Regions from separate parts of the Mus musculus genome. Here all the other regions are linked to region 4. A link is a contact called in public ChIA-PET and promoter capture Hi-C data. All regions are on one chromosome and are shown on one strand. The core of a region is the stretch at or near the end of the contact, and the rest is flanking DNA. Distances in the headings are between cores, read along the strand shown.

Region 1 (2,700 bases), core at 8-2,507, 340 kb before region 4:
ATACACAGATGCTCTTTAAATAGGACAAGGCTGGAAGTTTGACTACTTAAAACTTTTTTTTTGTAGATTTTTTTCTGTGCAGAAGCGTATTTTTTTTCTGTGTATATGTATGTGTACTAGTGCATGTTTGGGGAGCCCCTAGACAATGTTAGATCTTCTAGAACAGGAGTTACAGATGCCGGGAATCGAACCCAGATCCTCTGGAAGAGCAGCCAGTGAGTGCTTTTGACCGACAGGTCATCTCCCCAGGTCCCATTTACTTTAAAAGATTTATATGTAGTCTATATGTGTGAGTACTCTACTCGGGTGTGAGTTCCTGAAAAGTCAGAAGATGTCAAGTCCTCTGAAGGTGGCTGTGAAGCTGTCTGAGGTGGGTGCCGAGAAGGGCAGCACGTGCTCTTAGCCGCCGAGCCATCTCTCCAGCCCTGGTTACTTGTTATTTTATATTTTATTATATTATGAAATTGGCTTTCACTGTGTAGCCCTAGCTGGCCCGGAACTCAGAGATCCAGCCTGCCTCTGCCTAAGTACCGGGATAAAAAGCCTATACCAACATATCAGACTCGTCACAATTACTTTATGCATTTTTCTGAGACAAAGGTTTCATGGAACTCAAATCTTGAACTCGAAATGTTCACAACAATGTACTCTGAGCTCCGGATACGCCTGTCTCGGTCACTACAGCGCTGGGATTCGAATTTTTAGCTCGTTTGCAAACCAAATCACTACTAACGCAAACCATCATTAAACTTTTTCCGCGTTCTGTAAATTCAAACAATCAGGCACATGACGATGCGACTTTGCTGCCTAGCTCTGAGGTTCGTCAACCTTTTTTTTTGTTGTTGTTGTTGTTTCATGAACCATCGCGGTGAAGTTCTGGAGCCGGGGAAGGGAGGCGGCTGAAGCGCGCGCGGTGTCTAAGGAAACCTCCGGGCAGAGTCTGGAGCTCACCACATCCCGGTTGCTAACGTGGCTCACGGGACTCGGAGCGAAGCGCAGTCCAGGAACACCTCCAGGAAAGAGCCGGATCGCGGGTGGGGGCCGAGGCCGCCTTTCTCCTTCGCGGCCATCATCCCGGCTGCCTTTGCTCCTGCAAGAGCCTCCTGCCGGCTAGAGACACACATTCTCGAAGCTCACACAGGCTCACAGGCGACACACGACCTCGCGTCCGCAGCGCAAGGCCAGCCGGTACAAGCCGGCTCCCACCTTCTGGCTCCTTCGACAACAACCTTGTTTCCAGACCGCGGCCTCATCACTTCCGGCACCGAGTAGGGCCAATCGTCGTGTCCCGTGGCAGGGAGGTCAGCCAATCCAGCGGCTTTCTCCGCCTGGGTCTCCTACGCACGGATGCCAATCATTCCCGGACGTCTCCCTAGCGCCGCCCCGTGCCTGTTACGGAAGCCGTCGGGCCGTCTGAGCCCTTTCACCCCGGCATCGCATTTCCTCTCCGACGTGACGTAAGCGGCCCCTGCCGCTCTGCGGGGCGGGCCAATGGCGGTGGCGGATACGGCGAGCCAATGGGCGGGAGGCTCTCATGCGGCCGGCGCCCGCCGCAGCCACCGCTGGGTCCTGGAGCCAGAGGCCGCCCGCGACAGAGCGCGATGGACCGAGGGCCCCAGCCGGGGAGGCGCCGCGGCGGAGTCCGCGGCCAGACGCCCCCGCAGTAGCGTCCGCGCGAGCGCCGCGGCCCCGCGTGAGCTCCTGCACGCCGAGGGCGGGCTTGCATCCCGCCGGCCCCGCACTCGCCGCAGCCTCCAGCCCGCGCGCCGACGCCGCCTTCCCGCCCGGGCCGCGCGGCCCGGGAAACGCGGCCGCGGGCTGCATGGGCAGCGCCCGCGCCCCGCCGCCGTTCCGCCGCGGAGCCGCGTCGCCCTCGGAGCCGGGTGAGAGGCGCCGGGGACCTGGGGGGTGGTGGTCGGGGAGGGCGTCGGGCGTTCCTGCGGCCTTGCGGCCTGCAGGCCTCCTCCGCTGCCCGCCGCCGCGGGTGCCCCGGGGCGGGCCGTGCGCCGCGAGAGGCCGGTCGGTGGGCCGCGGGGGTCCTGCGAGCGACCATGAGGGGCCGAGGGCGGGCTCCGAGGCCGGCCTCGGGGCGTCCCGGGGGTCGGGCGGCCGAGAGAGGCTAAGGAAGGGCTCCGGGGTGGGCTGTGGCGGCCGTGAGGACCGAGGGCGGGCCTTGAGCGAGGGTCGATGGTGCGTTAGTGGGTCCCGGGACGCTGTGAGGACGACGGCGGGCTCCCGGGAGTCCCTGGGGTCCTCAGTGGCGCGGGGCGCCGACCTCTGACCCTCGGGAGGGGCTCCGTCGCCGGGCTGGTGGTAGTTGTTATTCCCAGCGTCCCTATTATTATCGTGTTTTGAAATGGGAGCAGGCGGCCCTCGGGCTGCGAGCCGAGCCGGAGGGGGCGGGCGAGCCGGGGACCTGGAGCTGCGGGGTGCGGAGGCGCGCAGGCCCGAGTGGGGGCAGGAATGCGGGGCGGCGGGGGGCGTCTGGGGGAGGGGAAGGCGGGACTCGGGGGGGAGAGTGGGAGGAAAGCGGTGTAGGCGACGGCTGCAGGAGCAGCCTTTGGCCTCAAGGAACAATGTGAGACGTTGCCTGAAATGTTAATTTCCGTTCCTCATTTCATCATCCCCTGGCAAGGCGGTAGCTGCGAGAGTGTGTGTGCGTGTGTGTGTGTGTGTGTGTGCGTGTGTGTGTGTGCGCGC
Region 2 (2,700 bases), core at 36-2,535, 510 kb before region 4:
TTCTCAAATGAGAGGAGGGTCTGTGCTTTCTACCTCCAATCCTTCTCAACTGTCCTCGGCTACTGCGCCTCTGGCTTCCACCAGATTCCGGCAGTGAGCCTGGGGTAGGTCCTCCTAGGGCTCTGTTTTTCATACAGGCCTCCATTCTGGAACCAGAAAGACAAAGCATCCAATTCCTAATGCCTTCCTTGTTTTAAACCTGCAACAGTTCTATTTCTGACAATGGGGGGGGGGGGGGTGTCACAGTGTCGGAAGGCTCTGTACGTTTCCTTCTGTGTGGCCATACCAAGCTACTATAAAAGGTAGAAACAGGCCAAACGTCTGCCTCGGGGAAAAGTGGAATTCGCAGCAGTTTCTGGTGTCTGCCAAATGCTGGGTGTGAAAAGAAACACTTTTGTCCCACTCACGGTCCTTTCTACCTTGAGACGCCCTCCCATCTTTGTGGCCAGGCTGAGGGACACCAAGCCCTCTCCGCTCAGGAGTCAGTCACACAGCAGCCTGGCCAATCACCCGAGGAGAATTCTGCTCCAAGCTGTAACATGTTGAAGGGATCACTGTGGGACCAGAGAGCACCCTACTAACCCTCTTTGGGGAACACTTTATGGATCGCTCAAGTTTCGTCTCAATTTCTTTTTTCCTTCTGAAACAGGGTCTCCAGATATACAAGATGCCCTTGAAATCCCTGTTATAGCCTAGCCTAGAGCCAAGGGCAGTGCTCTCGCTCACCTTCCCTGCACCGAGAACCCTGTAATATTTACCTCCCGGGTCATCATCCTTAGAAAGAGGTCCCATCCCTGCTGCCTTGCCGCGGCCGGTCTCCTCTGGATCTCCCTACCTTCAGACGAAGACGACGGCCTTGAGTGCTTGGATGTCGCGAACAACAGGCTTTCGGCAGGCTGCGACTCCTTGTCAGACTGCTTGGCCTCCTTCTCCATTACTTTCTCCTTAGACTTTGTAACTAAAGTGGTAGTGCTCTTCTCCTCCTCTGAAACACACGGACGGACAAGCCGTTAGACCTACAGCCCGCGGACGCCCGCACGGAGGGCGGGCCTCGCCGCCAGGCGGCGCCCTTTACCTTTCTTCTCTCTGGGTTTGCTTTTCGACTGGCCCATAGGTGACCCCGCCGCTCCAGCCGGGCGGCCTCGGGGCCGGTTAACCCGACCGACTCACAAAACCCACACTAGGCTCCGGGAGCTCATTACCATGGCAACCGCGTGCCGCGCGAGCCGTGCCTGAGCCCCGCCCAGGCCCCGCCCAAGCCCCGCCCCGGAGCTATCTTCTCGCGACAGCCGGCCGCGCGACCGGAAGCGGTGGCGACCCCGGAAGCCCTCGCGGAGACAGCGGGTCCGTAACATCGCGTCCCCTGCGCCGCCCCGAGGGCTGTGCTAGCCCGACCGGCCATGGACGGTAAGGGGCTGTCATCCACTTCGGGGTCGGAGCGGGAGTCTGCGGACGTCTCGCCTCAGCCCCATAACCCAGCCGGACCCGCCCCGGGCTTCAGCCCCAGACTCTATCCCCCCGGGCCTGGGACCCATAGTCTATACCCTGTATTCGGACCGGGACCCGCCCCCAGCTCACTGGGCTCGAGACCTCCGACTAGGACCTGCCCTGGGGCCTGCAGCCCGTGTAGCCACCAGGACCCGACCCGGTGCCTGAACCCTGACATCCTAGCTGAAACCCTCTCCTGGGCCTCGATCGCACAACCCAGCAGAAGCCAGCTCCCGATTCTTGATTCCAGACCCCCAGCCAGCTCTTACCCCTGGGTCTTGTTTCTTTACCAGATCTCCCCAGGCCTGCACCCCACGCCCGGGATCCAAACCCTGAATCTTGTCCAAATGATCCTACACCCGACCCCCGATCCAGGCCACTTCCACTAGCCACTCTCCCTGTTTGTTTTGTTTCTGTTTGGGGACAACGGAGTGTGGTCAGAAGGCACCAGAAAAGTACCCAGAGAAATAGTAATTAAGATACAAAGGAGTTCAAGTGCCAAACAGTAGGATTTTGGGTTCCCTCCTAGTAGGAGGGCCCGGTTAACCTTAGGTTAACAGGTTGGAAGGGAACCACCCGTAGCAGTATGAGTCACGAGTCACTTCGACCTGCCGTGGCTCCAACCTCTAGACTCCCAAGGAACTCATAATAGGTTTTATGGGCTAGTATCATAGAGTTTTTGTTTGTATGAGACTGCTTCTCTATGTAGCCTTGGCTGGCCTAGAACTTACTGTATACACCAAGCTGCCCTTGAACTCAGAGATCTGCCTACTTCTGCCTCCCCACTGCTGGGATTAAAGGTCTGTGCCACCGCCTAGGGCTGTAATGGAGGTTTTGTTTTGTTTTTAAACTGCTTTCTGAAATGTAGAAAGCTAAAGTACTGTGTCATTGTTGTAGAAGACGTAAGAATCCTAGACTGAGCCAGGCGTGGTAGCGTACGCCTTTAATCCAGCCTGGTCTACAAAGTGAGTTCCAGGATAGCCAGGGCTATACAGAGAAACCCTGTCTCGAAAAACAAAACAAAAACAAACAAGCAAAAAAGAATCCTAGACTGTCCCTTGGGAAGAAGATGGACCCTTGTCTGACATTACAGTTCACTCTGCAGCTCACAACAGGGTTCTCCCGATTTTCAGAGTCCAGTCCCTCTAGAGTCTACATGAAAGTACGGGCTAAAATGGGGGCGATTTGGCCAGTGTCCTAAAACTAGTGAAA
Region 3 (2,700 bases), core at 65-2,564, 360 kb before region 4:
AGTGCTGTGCTCTCAGACAACATAAAACCTTTTGTTTTTTTGGGTGGGGGGTGGGGGTGAGCAGGGGGCCAGCAGGGTTTCACTAGCTAGTTCTGCCTGACCTCCAACTGGCAGCCCCTGTTTTAGTGCTGAGATTACAGGCATGTAAGACCTGGTTTGTTTGGTTTTGTCCTCTTCCACTATGCTCTTATAGGACTACAGTAAAACCTGTGTCCCTCAGTAATGGACCATGCAATGCATACACACCTGAAAGCGGCCACAGTCTGACTGCATTTGGAACTATATGCTGTTTCAGTAACAATCCGCTAATACCTTCAAAGCTAGGGGTCAGTATTCGCAATAGCAAACTCTGTAAAAAGAGAAAAAGACCGAGGTAACACTAAGACCATATACCACAACAACACAGGCCTAATCAAAGTCCTTGCCTAGCATGCAGAAAGCTATGGATTTGATCCCCAGTACCTCCTTAAAACTGGGTACAGTGGCGCATGCATGTAATCCCAGCACTTGGGAGGGGATGCAGGAGCATCAAAAGTTCAAAGTCATCTTCAACTGTGTATTGAGAATCTCTCCCTCCTCGGTTTCCATCCTAGAACTGCCTCCCAAGAAGGGGAGGGGCCAAGGGAAAGTGTCAATCAACTCCATCAATGAATTTCACTGGACTCAGCCACAAAACAAAACAAAAAAACCGAAGAAACAAAAGTCAATTAACTTTCACCCACAGCCCAGTTTGAGTCTCCAATTCACAATCTTCCTGGCCTCGTCCTACCAGCAAATACTGAAATTGCAAGTGTGCACCACCTATGTGGGCAAAAGGATCGGGAGTCCAAGGGCTGCTCCGAGTACACATGAACGCCTGCCTCCAGACCAGAAAGAAGAGGACGGAAAGGCACGGGTGACCAGGACTCAGTTTGAAGCCGCCAGGGACAGTGATACAGGGCGTCTCTCTCACACACGCCAGGGAGAGACGAACCACCCGAGGCAGATGCTGCCTCCCGTCCCGGGGAGCCCACAGCAGCCATCCTCCTGCGGAAGAGCGAGGTGCAGGCGCACTTCCGGTCGGCGCGGACCGACCCGCCACACCCGCCGCCGCCGGGCTCCGAGCGGGTTACCTGAGGCGCGTGGCCTCCAGCCGCAGCCGGGCCAACCGGAGTCCCGCGGGCCGCGTACGGCCGCCTGGCCCCAGCCCCGGACGAGAGGCCTGGGCCCCTGCCTGAGAGCAGGCCCCACAGCCGTCGGGGCCGGGGCTCCGGGCCGGGGCGGAGCCCGCGAAGCAGCAGCAAGGCGGCCGCCATGGTGCCGAAAGCGGCGCCTGCGCAGTGCGGCTCCGGCCGCCCTAACGGTCAGGTTTTTGAGGGCGGCCTCCCTTTGCGCTTGCGCGGGGTTGAAGGTCGCGCGCTCCTGGCGACGCCTGCGCGGTCCGAACCGTCTGGTATCCGCAAGGTTAGCTGCGAAACCTCGAGAGTCAGCAGGGTGCGCAGCGCGAAAGCTAGCAGCCCGCAGCCTGCGGGTTCACGTAGAGACAGGCTACGGTTACCCGGTATTTTTCTCTCTTGTGTTTTATTAACAGTCCAAGTTGCGGTTTCCAGTACTTGGCAAGTGGATACACGATTCGCTTTTCACGTTATCTCTTTCTTTGGGGTGCGATTTGGTGGTTCCTGTTGGCCACTTCCGTCCTTCCTGTACGTATTTATTTTGTTGTTTCTCTGTGTGGTGCTAGCTGTCCTCTCGCTGTAGACCAGACTGACCTCGAACTCGGAGATCCACCTGCCTCTTGGTTTTGGTTATTTGTTTTTTTAAATACAGTATCGCTGTGCAACAGTCTGGCTTCAAACTCAAGCTCCGTCTCCTGTGTGCCGGCCTGACAAGAATGAACCAGTTTTTCTGAACATCAGAGATCCGGGGGATGCCCCTGGCTGGCTACAGAATCAACTTAGAGCCAGTGGTGTGTGAGACCACAGGGCAGCAGCTACATACAGAGTAGGAAAACGGTGCCCTCAATCTTAGAGAGGGAGGGAGGGGGGCTCCTAAAGTCGGAACTGGAGGGGCTGGAGAGATGGCTCAGCTGTTAAGAGCACTGGCTGCTCTTCCAGAGGATCCAGGTTCAATTCCCAGCACCCACATGGCAGCTCATGACCATCTGTAACTCCAGTTCCAGGGGATTCGACAACCTCCCACAGACATACATGCAAGCAAAACACCAGTGCACATTAAATAAAACATTTAAAGTGGTGATTGGACCCGTGTCCTCTGGAAGAGCAGACAGTGCTCTTAACCACTGAGCCATCTTTCCAGACCCCTCCCCCCCTTATAGCCATTAGTGGTCTACTACCCATTTCTCCAACTCCCTTAGCATCAGGCAACCACTAGCATTCTTTGTTCCTGTGGACTGTGTTTATGACCAAATTAAGAGCCCCCTTAATTATACTCACTGCCCCTGAGGAGCACCCGTCATCCCGAGCTTCATACCATTTGGCTTTGACAGTTCATTTGTGCAGAGACAGAAGGGAGAGCTTGCTGTCCCACCCATGGACAGCTGCAATCCCAGGCCTGGGCAGGGCCACTGAAGCTCTGAGTCCTGCTAGTCCATGCCAGGCTGGTGCCTGGTAGTCTAACTGCAGAAAGCCCCCAAAGCAGTCTCGGTGCCTTTCCTTCCACTCCATGTCTTTCTGTACTCTCCAAGTCCCTTAACACTAAATA
Region 4 (2,700 bases), core at 169-2,668:
TATTTTACTCTCTCTCTTTCTGTGTGTGTGTGTGAGAGAGAGAGAGAGAGTGAGTAAGTGTGTGTCTATATGTGAGTGTGTAAGTGTGTGTGTCTATGTGTGTGTTTGTGTGTAAGTATGTGTGTCTGTGTGTGAGTGTTTGAGTGTGTGAATATGTGTATGTGTGTGTTTATGTCAGTGCATTTGTCTGTGCATGTGTCTTTGTGTATAAGTGTGTATGTGTGTATGTGTGTGTTTCTATGTGTGTATATATGAGAGTGTGTGTGTATATATATGTGTGTGTATGTGTATGTCTATGCATTTGTCCATGCATGTGTCTCTGTATATGTGTGTATGTGCGTGTGTCTCTGTGTATATATGTGGGTATGTGTGTATGTGTGTGTGTGTGTGTGTGTGTGTGTGTGTGTGTGTAGGTCAGAGAATAGAAAAGTACAGAGAGTTGGTTCTCCCCTTCCACTTTCTCTCAGGTTTTCAAGCTTGGTGGCAAGTGCCTTTACCCACTGACCAATTTCACCAGTCCTACCTGATGTTTAAGATTACAGATAATAGCCAGACATGGTAGTGCGTGCCTGTACTTCCAACATTCAGGAAATAGAGGCAAAAAAAATCAGGGGTTCAAGACCAGTCATAGTTACATAGTTAGTTGGAGGTCAGCCTGGGCTACTTGAGCCCTTGTCTTAAATTAAAAAAAAAAAAAAAAAGTTTAGTGAAAGCCCGTGGTCGAGCCCCACAGCCTCTAAACTGGACCGTGATCTGCACGTGCACAGAAAAATGTTACTAGAAACTTCATTTTTAAAAAGCAATGCAAATTTGTTTTCCTCGCAGATACAAGTTAAGTTCCCTTCCATTCTGTTCTGAGGTTACTTCAATGGCAGCACTAGTTTACACAGAGGGTCCAGTTTCAGGAGGAAACCTGGCTAGCCACACCAGTGACTCATCAGATCCAAAAGCTTTGACTCCAAGCGTCTCCCAAATCCTTCCAGGTGCCTAAAACACCCGTCACTCTCTCAGCCAGGCCTACCAGGATCTCCATGACCACGACACACCTGCAAACAGCCCACCGACTGGAGGAAGGGCGGCACCCTTGGTGTGACTGTGAAGGCGGGGTTGGAGGCCCCAAGGGAAGCTGACCAGCAGGCACCAGGTTCTGTGGCTGCCTGCTGCAACAGAGTATTCAGAATGCTACCAGTACACTGTCCAGGCCTATTTAGAGCTCCCTTTAAAGCGCCCTTCAACACCAAAGAAAGATAGATGGAGTGAGAAATTACGAAGGAAACAGTGCTCACGCCTAAGGGAGATTTTCTCATCTCTGCCTGTTTCTGCCTCTGTGGTTCAGGCACCTGCTGCCCCGGGCCAGCTGCACTTCTGGCTTCCCAGACCCAAAGGAAGTGAAATTAAAAGAGATTGCTGAGGAGAGCAACTCCCCAAGAAGGGTGAGCCTCCAGCCCCAACCTCACAGTCATAAAGAAACCAGGGGCTGCCCTCCACACTGGCCCCTTAAAGAGAAAGTGGCTTCAGAAGGGGCTTCCCCACCAATAAGCAGGCAGCACCCAGGCTCTCAGGATGCCTGCTTCTGTGGGTCATTGCATTGTGTGCTGGGTCATATACAGGCTGGACTCTCCCTTGGGACACCTTGGTTTCCTGCGGCTGAGGGACCCGGGCTTGATGTAACAGTGGCCAAGGTAGATAGGACTTTGTGCCTGACAGTTTGGGTCATAGATGCCTACAGATTCACCAATCTGGGTTAAGCCTGGCTGAAAAAATGCCAGCCCTTTTTCAGCTGCTGGGTGACCTTGCTGAGCCTCCAGGTGATGCACTGGTGGCAGTGATGTGCTGGTGGTGGCAACGCTGACACTTGTGCCTCACTAGAGGCTGAGTGGGTTCTCCGAGGTCACAGGCAGGCCTCGCACATCCAGGTGTTCAGCAGATGCGCTTCCTGTGTGGTTTGCTGAATTTATTTCTGTTCTCAGAAGCACCTTAAGGGGCAGCCGTAGAGTTTTCCAGAGATGTAAGCAAGCCCCTAAAACATTGGGTCCCAATTCCAACCCTCACAAGGGGTTAATTCCAGCCTAGGGACCCAAAAGCAGGCTTGTCCTCTCCAGATGTACATCTGATGATCACAGTCCCCGTCCCGGATTTCCACGTGTCACCCAGCCATGCGCTGTGTCACCTGCTCTCTGGTTCTGAGTTTGCTCAGCCCCACCCTGTACTGGGCAGGGTTGGTGGCCAGCACTGGACAGGCTCACCTGTCACCCAGTGTATGGCTCCTGCTACCCACCCTAACTAGACAAACCTCACTTGGGACCAAGAAGCAGAAGTTGGTGGCCTGCCGCTCAGCTCACAAGGAGCTGCACAGGTCACTGTTCTCCCCCCTCCCCCCAATCTGGAGCGGCTGGGACTTACGGCCCTCCTTGATGGGTTTAGAGACTAGAGACATCAACCTGCAGACCCTATCCTTTCTGTATAAAGTGGATTGCTATGAGACTTGTGTAGCCTCTTCTTTTCATCTGTCTGTCTGTCCACCCATCCATCCATGATGCATCTGTTCATCTACCTACCCAGCACTCATAGAGTCTCACAACCTAGAAGAGGAGACAGTGTAAGCTGAGTGCCTCCTTGCCTCCAGTCTCCATAGCCTCTGAATTCCTATTCTCAGCTTTCTGGTTAGACAGCAGATTCCTAAAGGCCTGGAAGGAAGGC
Region 5 (2,795 bases), core at 215-2,714, 420 kb after region 4:
CCAGATGACCTGTCGCTCTCGCCAAAGGGAAGCTCCGGGGAGGAAGCCCCGCGCCCTGCCGGGAGAGGCGCGAAGTTATTATTGGTGTGGCGTGGGGAGGAGCTCTTCCTGTGTGCTTACTCGCTCCTAGAGCAGCCAAGAGGCCCCGCAACCTGGTAGCCCCAAGAGCCCAGGAGGGTCTTACTGTAGGGGGGCACGGATGATGTAGGATTATAGGGTCTGCCTTGCTCGGGAAAGTGCCCACGGGAGAACCTGCGAGAAACTTCACTCGGGAACAACGTTTGAGTGCCTGAGGTCCCTGGATGGTTCAGGATAACCCCTCGGATGGAGGTGGAGAGAGCGGTGCCCATGGGCATCCATTCGTGTAGCGTTGTTAGGGGCAGTTGGTGGGTCGGATCTCCACATGTCCCCCAGCAGGCAGAGGTCGGATCGAAAACTCCAGAGCCGGAGCGGATAAAGGGGGTTTGGTCAGCCAGTGCCAAATGCCTAGGTTGGAGCAGCCTCCACTACCTATTCCGCTGCCTTGTCGCTCTGCAGCCAAAGCGCTGCGGTGGGCGCCGGCCGGTCCCCGCAGTCCCAAGTCCCCCTTACTCCCAGGTCTTTCTCCTTCTGCCTCTAGATACAAAGCCTGGGAGAGTCAAGCACGCCAGATAAGATCACAATTTCAGCCCGTCCCGACAGAGCGATCTTATCAGGATGGGACTTGCAGAATGGAATATTTTAAACTTTATCTGAGCCCAGATCGGGGCCGCCCTATCGCCGCACCATCTCGGATGCGGGGGAGGTGCAGGCTGCGAGGTGGCCCGGCTCTGCTGGAGCCGCGCCCCCAGACACTCTCCTTCCGGCTCTCGGGACCCGCCACCCTCTCTGGGGCCCGGACCCCCTGGGTGCCCATGCTGAGACGCGGGGGCCCTGCCCGCCGGCAGAGATTAGATTACGGCGCGCTTGGCACTCGGCGCGGGGGGCGCGGCGCGGGGTGAAGGTCGCGGGCGCAGCGGGGTTGGGCGGCCGCGCAGGGGCGGCGCGGGGCGGCGGGGCGCCAGCGGGGGTCTGGCGGGCACCACGGGCAAAGTTTGACTCACGCTTGATCTGCCGGGGATTGCTCTGTTTCCTCCTGGACATGTCTCCGGCGCCGCGCGCCCTCGCGGCGGCCGCCTCTAGCCCCTGGCGGGCGGCGGCGGGCGGCAGGGGCGCGGCGGGGTAGCGGGGCGGCTCATGCCCCCGGCCCGCGGGCTCCACGGCTGCCTCGGCCCGCGCCCCCAGCCCGCCGCGCCGCGCGTGGGCCGCCGGCGCCGCCGCGGAGGCCCGAGGCCACGGCCCTGCGCTCGGGCGCGCGGACTGCCCGGCGGGCGGCGGGCTGGTGGCGGCTTCTCTGCTCCGGCGCAGACGCCGCCGCCGCCGCCGCTCAGCTTTTCTCAATGGAACCTGCGAGCCGCGAGCGGCGAACCGGCGGCCGCCGCCAGGGCGCTCCCCGCAGGCTGGCCAGGCGGGCGGGGCCTTCGCGTAGCTGGCGGCGGGCCCCGCCTCTCGCCACGCCCCGGACCGTCCTCCGCGGTAGCGCCTTCCCACCCGTGCTGACCCCGCCCTCAGGCCGTCCTTCCCACTGGCCCCGCCCCAAACTAGCGCTCGTCTTTTCTCTGCTTGCACCGACTTCCGCGTACTCACCCAGCCTGGGCCGGGCCTTCTGTCCTCGCGCTGGCTCCACCCCTCATCTGTGCTCCTCGCGCTGACCCCGCCCTTCAGCCGATTCTTCCCACATTGGTCCCGCCCTTCGGCCGTCCCTCCTCGCGTTGACCCCGCCCCTCAGCCGTCCTCCTCACATTGACCCCCGCTCCTCAGCCGTCCTCCTTTCGTCGACCCTGTCCCTCAGCAACCTTATTACCCTGATCCCGCCTATCAGTTGTCCTCCCCACGTTGTCCCTGCCCCTGCCCCGCCCTCACAGTGACCCTGCTCCTCAGCTACACTCTCTTGTTGACTCCCTTTGCTCGTCCTCCTCACAAGAGCACAGCCTCAGCTGTCCTCAAACTGATCCCGCCCCTTTACTAGTCCTTCCCACGGGCTCCGCCCCTGTATTCCTTGCCACCCTGCTGGCCACGCCCACAACCCGCCCTTCCAGGTGCTGGCTCCGCCCACGTCTCCTCCTTCTTTGCCTTCGCCACGCCTCCGTAGGCCCGCCTTCTCCCTGGCCCCGCCTCTGCTCCGTAGTCCTTCGCACAGGCCTGGTCCTTCCCCGCCCCCAACACAGGCCTTGCCCACGTCTGTCCAATCCTCAGCTTTGTCCTCACCTCCTCCGGGCTGGCCCCTGGGCTGGCCCCAGGTCGCGCCGGCCTTGTCCCGAATTCCCACCCTCGTTTCTAGATAGACCTCTAGCCTTCTTAGTTAGTTGTAGTTTCCTGAGGTTATGTCCGCAGGCCTATTTAGGACTTGGAGACCTGTTCTGCCCCTTGGAGACCTGTGCAGCAGCCCCGCGGCACAGGCCCCTAGCTTGTCTGGCCCTGCCCCTCCGCTCTGGAGCTCCGCCCCCATGGCTTAAGTTGTGCTGCCCCTTGAAGCTGTGCCTTTCAGGGAGCCAGCAGTGGGGTCTGGATGCCCGAGGCCTGGACACTAAATTTTTGCTGGACTTTGAAAGTTGACAGAGACTCTGATCCAGAAGGAAGCTTCAGTATGAGATTTGCAGCTTCCGATGACTGTGGGTAGCCTCAAGTGGTTCAGTCTTATGCCTAATTGGAGGGGAGGGGAGGGAACCTCAGGTTTTTCCTTCTTGAACTCAGACCTGCCCGGAAATCCGGGAGGA

The links. Promoter capture Hi-C pulls out the DNA fragments that hold promoters and counts their contacts. ChIA-PET counts read pairs in DNA pulled down with a chosen protein or histone mark.
Region 1: an RNA polymerase II ChIA-PET map of memory CD8 T cells shows a contact between it and region 4, with 94 read pairs. The contact joins the promoter of 2810013P06Rik here to the enhancer-like site in region 4. A contact is called at or near these places in 14 of 39 promoter capture datasets (the HPC-7 cell line, cranial neural crest, embryonic stem cells and 8 more), 1 of 484 Hi-C or Micro-C datasets (B cells), 2 of 115 datasets of contacts at active chromatin or transcription factors (epiblast stem cells and memory CD8 T cells) and 1 of 9 other capture datasets (liver).
Region 2: a promoter capture Hi-C map of pre-B cells shows a contact between it and region 4, with 4 times the contacts expected there. The contact joins the promoter of Chmp1a here to the enhancer-like site in region 4. A contact is called at or near these places in 21 of 39 promoter capture datasets (the 3T3-L1 cell line, the C10 cell line, the HPC-7 cell line and 12 more), 2 of 484 Hi-C or Micro-C datasets (B cells and bone marrow-derived macrophages), 7 of 115 datasets of contacts at active chromatin or transcription factors (T-cell acute lymphoblastic leukemia, bone marrow-derived dendritic cells, differentiating embryonic stem cells and 4 more) and 2 of 9 other capture datasets (adipose tissue and liver).
Region 3: a contact with region 4 is called in a promoter capture Hi-C map of pre-B cells, with 2.4 times the contacts expected there. The contact joins the promoter of Spg7 here to the enhancer-like site in region 4. A contact is called at or near these places in 9 of 39 promoter capture datasets (cranial neural crest, embryonic stem cells, frontonasal cranial neural crest and 5 more), 1 of 484 Hi-C or Micro-C datasets (B cells), 2 of 115 datasets of contacts at active chromatin or transcription factors (embryonic stem cells and pancreatic cancer cells) and 3 of 9 other capture datasets (adipose tissue, liver and pancreatic islet).
Region 5: a promoter capture Hi-C map of pre-B cells shows a contact between it and region 4, with 3 times the contacts expected there. The contact joins the promoter of Zfpm1 here to the enhancer-like site in region 4. A contact is called at or near these places in 8 of 39 promoter capture datasets (embryonic stem cells, fetal liver, liver and 3 more), 3 of 484 Hi-C or Micro-C datasets (B cells and the G1E-ER4 cell line) and 1 of 115 datasets of contacts at active chromatin or transcription factors (memory CD8 T cells).

The regions. Positions count from the first base shown.
Region 1 is chr8:123,041,132-123,043,831 of GRCm38.p6, reverse strand. It overlaps 2810013P06Rik (RIKEN cDNA 2810013P06 gene), which reads right to left and starts at 1,257. Exons shown (of 1, transcript NR_045268.1): 1 at 1-1,257. It overlaps Ankrd11 (ankyrin repeat domain 11), which reads left to right and starts at 1,548. Exons shown (of 13, transcript NM_001081379.2): 1 at 1,548-1,883.
Region 2 is chr8:123,211,373-123,214,072 of GRCm38.p6, reverse strand. Chmp1a (charged multivesicular body protein 1A) reads left to right here and starts at 1,285. Exons shown (of 7, transcript NM_145606.3): 1 at 1,285-1,407. The coding sequence starts at 1,401. It overlaps Spata33 (spermatogenesis associated 33), which reads right to left and starts at 1,215. Exons shown (of 3, transcript NM_177279.4): 1 at 1,076-1,215; 2 at 836-985. The coding sequence starts at 1,112.
Region 3 is chr8:123,064,122-123,066,821 of GRCm38.p6, reverse strand. Spg7 (SPG7, paraplegin matrix AAA peptidase subunit) reads right to left here and starts at 1,314. Exons shown (of 17, transcript NM_153176.5): 1 at 1,113-1,314; 2 at 247-349. The coding sequence starts at 1,295.
Region 4 is chr8:122,701,204-122,703,903 of GRCm38.p6, reverse strand. No RefSeq gene overlaps it. Among named protein-coding and RNA genes, the nearest start is that of Gm10612, 4.7 kb to the right of the region's middle. Within about 2 kb of position 1,418, at least 78 of the 459 cell types and tissues checked have an H3K27ac peak or open chromatin away from gene starts, as enhancers often do. A contact at or near this core is called in B cells, T-cell acute lymphoblastic leukemia, adipose tissue and 5 more, where this site is marked.
Region 5 is chr8:122,280,810-122,283,604 of GRCm38.p6, reverse strand. Zfpm1 (zinc finger protein, multitype 1) reads right to left here and starts at 1,464. Exons shown (of 10, transcript NM_009569.4): 1 at 1,083-1,464. The coding sequence starts at 1,122. All of the region lies in intron 1 of Gm39269 (a long non-coding RNA gene), which reads left to right. RefSeq lists an enhancer at 607-850.